Linked DNA regions of Gossypium hirsutum: all the other regions are linked to region 2. The links are chromatin contacts, called in public Hi-C maps. All regions are on one chromosome and are shown on one strand. The core of a region is the stretch at or near the end of the contact, and the rest is flanking DNA. Distances in the headings are between cores, read along the strand shown. Region 1 holds the start of LOC107954802. Region 2 holds the start of LOC107954849 (60S ribosomal protein L18a). Region 3 holds the start of LOC107954856 (probable U3 small nucleolar RNA-associated protein 7).

Region 1 (2,968 bases), core at 388-2,887, 160 kb before region 2:
GAAGAGTTCACCACTACATGAATGGCCACTTCAGAATAGAGGAAAGGAAATTAAGAAAAAGAACATGTAGCATAGGCGGAGCGGGCAGGGCCAGAAATGAAATTTTTTACTTTTAGCTCCTTTATAATTTATAAATTTTAAATTAGTGTATGATAAAATTGTACATCGACACTAAAAAATATAACATTTTTATTTGTTCCTTTAAAAATTATAAAGACATAGACTATTAAAAAGGTAAAATTATATTTTTGTTATCATAAAAATATATTTCCTAATTCCATTAATTACAAGCTAACTGAAACATTAAGTAATATTAAAATATAAATTAACAAAGAAAATCTATTATATTGTATATAAGTTTAAAGGCTTATTCGGGTATCAAGTAAATTTAAATGGCTTATTTGAATGTAATTAAAGTATACAGACTTTATTTAAATAAGATAACAACATTCAAGGGCTTATTTAATATATTAGCCATTATTGGATTTATATTTCAAATATTGATACCTATTAATTTAGAGTGAATATTTAGTATATTAGAAATATACTTTTTATTTATTTTACAATTAACCTTAAAAATTGACATGTATCTTTTTTTTAAATATATATTTTTTAATAATTTATTATACCCTATAACACACTTATCAATCTCTTAACCCTGCTTATGAAGTTTAAAAACTCCAAAAACAATATACCAAATATTTTCTTATAAATTTATGTTTTATTAGTGAAATAAACGATGACCGATATTGTATTTATTTTTTAAAAAAATTAATAATTTTGATACACTGGTGGTGGAAACTTTTAACTCTTTAACTGAATTAAGATGTCGCCATGTTTCCTTAAGTTGTATTTAAAAATTTTTAAAATAAATAAATATGACATGTAGCAAAATCTTAATCGCGGTTATGGAGTTAAAAATTTACATCACATGTGCACCAAATAATTACCTATAATATATTATCATGTAATTTATGGGTTAATATTTGGTAAACTCAAAGTGTGTTATGTGTTTTTTTAAATATTTTACTAAACCTCTCTATAGGACACTTGTCAACCCATTAGATTTACTTGTAGAGTGTAAAAACTTAACTATTAGTGTACCAAATATTTCCCCGTAATTTATTGATAGTGTATAAAATTATACAATATTATTATATTAAAGGTGAGTATTTGATATACTGGTAGTGTACTTTTTTTTATTCTTCAAGTAGCTTTAAAAAATTGACATATGTCTCTTTTTTTAATATTTTACTATAACCATGTAAGACACTTGTCAACTCCCTAACTTTACTTCTGGGTTCTAAAAACTTTATTAAATTGTGTATCAATTTTTTTTCATTATATTAAATATAACCCTTACCTAAATAATATAAACAATGGGTGAACATGATATCCATTCAAATTGCATTAATAGCTCGCAACATATTCGAAATTTAATTATGAGTATTGTGTTGTTTTATTTCCCAAAAAAGACAGGCGGATATTGGGACGTACACGTATGATACTAACAGCATGTTTGGTTGGGGGAATAGGAATGCATTCCCCCGCAAATCGGTAGGCCCACCCCCAAACAAACGTTTGGTTGGTTGTAATTGTAATACAGCCTTATTCCATTCAGCCTCTATTACGTGAGAAGCTTTAATAGCCATTCTTTGCCTTCAGCACTGAATAGCTATTACGTTCCGCTCTCTTTTTCCCATTTTCCAAATTTTGCCCTCCTTCATCTTCTCCTTCATCTGCCGTCAAACTCACTACACAATTTCTGCCCTCAAACTCATTTGCCATATTTTAGATACTCTCATTCATCTTCTCCCATAGATCTGTAACTTTCTCTCCTTCTGTTTCCATATTTCAGATAATTTTTAATTCAGATTCAGATTTCTTGCCCGTCAAATAAAAATCCACCCGAATCACTTATTTTTTCCCTATTAAACAAAAAGCTCAAATCAAACCCCAAAATCCAGAATCTCACATCCTCTAAATTGCCAAAACGGGAAAAAAAGAATAAAGAAGACATGAGGACACAGAAGAGGTCGATCCATGCGGTGTCGATGTGGGTGAGACGACAGCCACCGAAGGTAAAGACTTTTTTGGCGGTGGTATCGGGGATGGCGGCATTGGTTCTTCTCCGAGTCATTGTAAATGACCATGACAACCTATTTGTCACCGCCGAGGCTGTCCATTCTATCGGAATCTCTGTCATCATCTATAAGCTCACCAAAGAGAAGACTTGTACTGGTAATTCCAAAAAAAAAAGCTTCTTCTCTCTTACCAGTTGATAAAAATTTCAATATTTTGTTATTGGAATTGTTTTCGATCAATTTGTAGCTTCAATTTAATACTTATTGCATGGATTTTTTTTCTTAATTTAGTAGTTTCAAGAACTCATTAAGGTAATGGCTAAATAGCAAAATTTTGAAGAGTTTGATTTGCTGACTTTGTGCCGATTGTTTTTTTTTTTTTTTGCTATATAGCTGTTATTAGGTTGAATTTCCGGCTTGATTTCTTGTTTCTTTCGATTTAAGGTATCTGTTTCTTGCTATTCTTCTCCATGAATGAAGTATGGGTAGAATGTTGGTTGATAAAAAAAGGTAGCTTTTGGACCAAAAGGAGATGTTCTTTCTCTCTTCTGACTTTCCTGCTATGTATAAAGCTTGGTTGTTGTTAAAATCCGCCTTTTGATATTGGCCTTTTCGTTTACACAAGATGGATGAATGAATTGATTAACCCTCAATTACTGGTTAAATATGTTTTGTTCTCTTTCTTTGTTTTTTTTCCATGTGTAGGTAGTCTTCTAACTGTCTATTGAGCTGTAACTTGTCTTCAGTTCTTCTTAGCACTTGTTTATTTTAAATACCACTTTGAAAGTCACCTTATACCTCACCCTTCTAGTTTTGATTTAATATATTTTATCTGGCAACCAATTGAACAAAAATTGTTGAAGGTATTTACATTTTTTGTATTG
Region 2 (2,938 bases), core at 347-2,846:
GGCTAAAAAAATTCAAATACTAAGTTGGAATAAAAGAAAAAAAAACAATAAGTATCAAGTTAAAATTAGTGTCAAGTTCAAATACCAAACAAGTATTTAAGCCAAAACATGAACTAAATTTTAGTTAGTTTGATTTTTTTTTTTGGATTTGATCAAAGTATCATTCATGTTTGTTTTATGGTTTATGAAAACTAATCTTTTGGGGATTTGTGATTGGTTTTCCAACAATGTTATCTTTAGTGTTTGAACTCGAGTCCTCTCACTAAGATAACAATATGTCTTATCATTGTACACAACACTTATTGGTAAATTAGTATGAACTTTAATGTAATATGTATTTTTAAAATTAATACAATATATTTGTTTTTATAATTGCACCAAACACGTCCATATGCCATGGATAAATTTTGTACATTTCTTCTCAATTTCTCGTCTGTTGACTTTGTACTAATTTGATTTTACATACTAATTGTTCAAATATTTATTTATACATCGTATTATATTTGTAATAGTAACATTTTTCAAATAAAATTATCGTTATTATTTTATATAAAAATAAGGGTAACTATGTGGTATACAGGCAATGAAAAATTCTTATTCCACAAGCGAGGTTGAGATTTTGTCACATATTTTTTTAAATTTTTTTAAAATACAACTTAATGACACATTACAAAATCTCAAGTTAAAATTTTCCACTACCTAGGAGGGTTGAGCAAAAAATCAACCAAATCGAGTTGAATTGACAATTCAAATTTTTTTATAGTTCGGTTTCGGTTAGATAATGCCATTGAACCACATCAATTTGATTCTGTTTCAGTTTATTTTATTGGACACTGAAAAGTCCAAAAGAAAAAATTTTAAAAATTTTAAAAAAAAGAGCCAATATTTTTTGAACACATAAGCCCAATAAACAACCCATTTAGAACCTAAAAAAAAATACATTAAATATAACTTTTATTATGCTTTCACATATCCTATAATTAAATAAAAAAATAAACCCTAAATCTAATTTGAGGGTCAATCTCTCACAACTTCATTGTTTATTTATTATTTTTATTAAAACTTATAAGAATTCAAGTGTTTATCTCATTTATACTTATTATGTGTACTGTATTCTTTTTTCAATTATTATTATTGTTAAAACTTTTAAAATTTTGGTCATCGTTATTAACATTTCCAAGTTGAGTGCTTTTTTGCTATCATTACGCGTTGAGAGTTCTAAAATATAAATGATTTAATATTTGATTATGTTCAATGAAGATTGAGAATAATTAAATCAAGGTTTAATTAGATTTTTAACAAACATTTATAATTATAAATTTTACAATTTATTTTTCAGATAAATATATTAATTAAGATTTTATGTATAATTAAAAAAATTGTTAAATAGTGTTTAAGAAACATAAAATAAAGATAATCTTATTTAAATAAAGTCCAAAAACAATACGAAAACTTGAAATCTATACCAATTTAGTATGGTTCGGTAATAACCATTGGTTCAGTATTTTAAAGAAGGCGGGAGCCGATCCGGAGCACAGGAAAAATATTGGAAGATGGGCTTTCTATAAAAAGTTAGAATTTGGGTGGATCTGAGGTACTAAGGCCCAGTTAAGCCCCAACAACTTAAAATGAAAGTTTTATTAGGGTTTTTTTTTCAGAGAGAGAAGCAAAGGGAGAAAGGAAACCAAACCAAACTAGTGAGCCGCTGCTTCTCTTCTTCTGTATCCCAAAATGGTTGCTTTTAGGGTAAGTTCAGATTTCTATTTTCTTTTCTTTTTCCATTTTTTTGTTGTTGAGACAATGGTGATGGGATTTTGGGTTTTGATTTTTCTTTGAAAAAAAAAAAAACAGTTTCATCAATACCAAGTGGTGGGCAGAGGCCTTCCTACAGAAGCAGATGAGCATCCCAAGATTTACCGTATGAAGCTTTGGGCCACTAACGAAGTCCGTGCCAAATCCAAGTTTTGGTCTGTAAATTTGCAATTTGCTGATAATTCCTGATTTCGTTTGTTTTGATTTCCTTGATGAGATAGGGGATTGGGATTTTTAATTTTGGTTTTCTGGATGTGTTTTGTTTTCCATGTTTAGGTATTTTTTGAGGAAGCTGAAGAAGGTGAAGAAAAGCAATGGACAAGTTTTGGCTATCAATGAGGTATTCAACCTTACTTGTTCTTCAATTTTGAACCCCCCATTAGTGTATGGCTTAAGCAAGCTAATAGCATTGCATTTTATCATATAGGAACCTTATATTATATTGTTCATTAACTTCTACTATTTAGTTGTGTCGATTTATGATGAAAGATTACAGTTACTCTGTTCATTCATAATTGGGAGTTACTGCATTATGAGTGACATATAAGGTGTTTAAGAAAAGAGGGGGAAAAACAAAAAAAGTTGGCCTAATCACATAATTTTAACTTGGAGGTTCTCTTATGCCTATATTTTAAGAGAAAAGGTGTTGTAAATAAAACACATTGGTTTTGTGTTCATTGTTTATTTTAGAAGAGAAAGTCTTTTAAGCATTAATATCTTTCTTAATTTGATTGCTTTGTTTACCATATACTAGATGTAGAGTTGTCACTGCTAAACATGGTAGGCTTATGTTCTATCCTTACTGTTTAGTTTAGCCAGATCTCGTTTCTCAAGAGGGAATGATGTTTCACCATTTCCATGTATATGGAATTAGACATTTTAAGCCACCCGAGTTAATTTTTGTGTGTTTAAGTGTTGCATATTGGATAAGAAATGTTCTATTTTTTTTTTGAAAAATGATCTTCTCATACTGAGCTTGAAATGGTCTTCATCTAGAAACATGTTTTGATCAATCGGTTTGATTGGATTTAAAAGAAGCATCATGCTAAATGATTAGCCTTAGATCTAATCTGGATGGTATTTAGTTATTCTTCTGAGCCTGGTATATCTGGTCATTTGATGCACC
Region 3 (2,818 bases), core at 44-2,543, 180 kb after region 2:
TATTACTTCTTCTTCTTTTTTTTTTTCTAAATTCGGTGATTTCTCTCTCTTTTGAGGATTTTAGAAAAATCAAAATGTTTATAATAGGAAAATCTCTACTAAGAATGGGAAATGTAATAATATAAACATTAAATAAATAAAGTAAGACATGTATTGGCAAGTACTTACCATCCTTTAATGCAAACTTTTTATTACTACTAGCTTCATATATATATATTCTAGACATGGAGATAGTATATATAAATATATGAGAAAGCATATATTTTGATCCACGTAGGTTGGTTTGATGGTCAAGATGCTCACTGTTTTAGATGTAGTTTGGGTTTGAGTTGCGCTAGTTACATTGATGTTATCCTCTTGTAATTCGTAAAAAAAAGTAGAATATATTGGCTAAATATATGCCCTTTAATTTGTTATCATATCAATTTTTGGACTTCACCTCACCATTCTGTCAAATACTCAACGACACTTAACAGAAAAGGGCAAAAAAGAACAGACTCAATTAGTTGGATGCCTATTTTAAAAGTTTTAAAAGTTGGATGACCAAAAAAATATATAAACATAGTTGAGTAACCTGCAATGTAGTTTACCCGATTCGAAAGTATAGAAATTAAGAATGAGCAAATTGAGAGTAGATTCTGGCTTGGGAGGATGTCTGTACGCCTAAAGGGAGGATTAGGCATTCGTCAAATGAATCAAGTGAATGAGGCCCTGCTCGACAAAACCGCTTGGAGAGACTCTGTATCGACTGAATCGTATTGGGCGAAAATATGCTCATCAAAGTACAGGCATAACAACCAGGACAGATCGTGTATTAATCTACTATAACTATAGGATAGAGTCCAAGGAACCTAAAAAACTCGAAGAAGAGCGACAAGTTCTCGAACAAACAGCGGGAGAAGCAGACTGAGCCTGTTACATTGATAAAAGGCAGTCCTATGATCACCATCTTCAAAAATAAAAAGGACACAAGCTTCCTACGACCAGTAAGCTCAGCACGAGTCATCATAGATCGACCTACTGAGGCAATGACCATGCACCTAAAGCCACTTTACATAAAAGTGCATATTGAAGGAGTCCCCGTGTCAGGAGTCTTGGTCGATGGAGGGGCTGCGCTTCTTTGTTCGCTAGGCTTGGAATTAAATCTATAACTTTAACCAAATGAATTTAAATATTAAAATTCACGACAAATTTTGACCTAAAGTCAATAGTAGAATTAAACCTACTTTATATAAACTTTAATTTAAACCCTAAACCCAATAAATAATAAACTTGTATCCAAATACCAAAACCATTTACAAAAGCCCAACCCACATAACTATTTAAAATTAAACAAAATACCCTTACCCTTATATTTGCCTCTGCCGACTTCCTCTTCTTTTCCAGCTATCCTCAGCCGCTGCTTCTGCCGACCGACACTCTGCAACAGTCAGGTTGTCATTGGGATTATTTTTCTTCATAATGGGTGCTAAAAAGGAGAATAACGATGATGAGATGGACGAAAAAGTGAAGAAGTATCTTAGAGGAGAAGCTGCAAATTTGGAGGTAATCAATGTTTGTGCTTGTTTATAGGATTTTACTTATTTTTGTGAATTTTTTCTTTGTCAATTGTTTTCGTTTATTTTCTGCAGGGATTAAAGGACAAGAAACTAAAGGGCCAGCTTGCTGTAAGAGAAGATTTGTATGGAAAATCTGCGAAAACTGCTGCCAAGATTGAGAAAGTGAGTTTGAGCTTCCCTTTTGAGCAATGGGTTCTTTTTTATTTCTTAATTTAATTGTCGTTGTGTATTTTAGTTTTTCTGAATATTAAATTTGCTTCTTCTTTTTTTTGGTTTTTTAGTGGCTTTTGCCCAGTGAGGGTGGTTACTTGGAGGCAGAGGGTATTGAGAAGACATGGAGGATCAAACAAGAATCCATTGCTCGTGAGATTGATATCTCAAGCTCAAAGAACCAGTATGATATTGTTTTACCAGGTGCCTACTTTCCCTAATGTTCATAATTCGTTTTATAGACAAGGTTTTAGTGGTTTAGACTAAGGATTATATGCTAGATTACGAGATAAAATAAGCAATCAGTCAGCAAATTAGATGTTGATTATAACTTGATTTAAGTTCTATTTGGTTTTAATGTATTCATTTAGATTCTGTCTACATGTGCAGAACTTGGTCCTTACACTCTAGATTTCACCTCAAATGGTCGGTATATGGCAGCCGCTGGACGTAAGGGCCATCTGGCTATTGTTGATATGAAGACATTAAACCTAATTAAGGAGATTCAGGTATGCAATGCTCCAGCAAAAATCAAATTTTGTAGTTGAAGGGGATGCTGTTTCTTGTGCATTTAGTGATATTGTCTGATTTTGCATTTCGAAAGTTCCCAATTTTAATGTTTTTTATAAGAAAATTTTCCCATGCTTTGACCTAAATCAGCTTGGTGTTGAGTTTTACCGTAGTGTTTAAAATACGGGGTTGTTTTGTGGTTTCAATTTAATGTCTGTTCTTGAAGATGGGTGTCGTGTGGAGCAACTTTTCTTACAATTCATTTTACAAGACAAATGCATGTGATACATGTTTTGTTTCTCATTCCACCCATTTGCATAAGGCTGTGTTAGCAATATTTAGTTTAAGAAAATGATAGTATGGATCAAAATTTCAAATAGATCTCTGTTGTAGGAATCTAAAATTTATTAGACTGAACTTAATCTCATTAAAACCTACAGCTGATAAGTTCATTTGAATCTGAGTGTCTTCTTTTCTACTGCAAGGTCCATTGGTTCATTCTCTTGCTCTTATATTTGGCAGCCATGCTATATCTGTGG

Evidence for each region. A called contact is a pair of places that touch in the nucleus more often than the background predicts.
Region 1: a Hi-C map of leaf shows a contact between it and region 2, with 4 times the contacts expected there. The contact joins the promoter of LOC107954802 here to the promoter of LOC107954849 in region 2. A contact is called at or near these places in 6 of 34 Hi-C or Micro-C datasets (anther and leaf).
Region 3: a Hi-C map of leaf shows a contact between it and region 2, with 2.9 times the contacts expected there. The contact joins the promoter of LOC107954856 here to the promoter of LOC107954849 in region 2. A contact is called at or near these places in 2 of 34 Hi-C or Micro-C datasets (callus and leaf).

The regions. Positions count from the first base shown.
Region 1 is chrD07:49,147,370-49,150,337 of Gossypium_hirsutum_v2.1, forward strand. LOC107954802 reads left to right here and starts at 1,638. Exons shown (of 4, transcript XR_001699692.2): 1 at 1,638-2,241.
Region 2 is chrD07:49,310,517-49,313,454 of Gossypium_hirsutum_v2.1, forward strand. It overlaps LOC107954849 (60S ribosomal protein L18a), which reads left to right and starts at 1,597. Exons shown (of 4, transcript XM_016890537.2): 1 at 1,597-1,746; 2 at 1,852-1,967; 3 at 2,089-2,152. The coding sequence starts at 1,732.
Region 3 is chrD07:49,491,162-49,493,979 of Gossypium_hirsutum_v2.1, forward strand. It overlaps LOC107954856 (probable U3 small nucleolar RNA-associated protein 7), which reads left to right and starts at 1,294. Exons shown (of 7, transcript XM_016890542.2): 1 at 1,294-1,545; 2 at 1,632-1,721; 3 at 1,841-1,973; 4 at 2,160-2,278. The coding sequence starts at 1,462.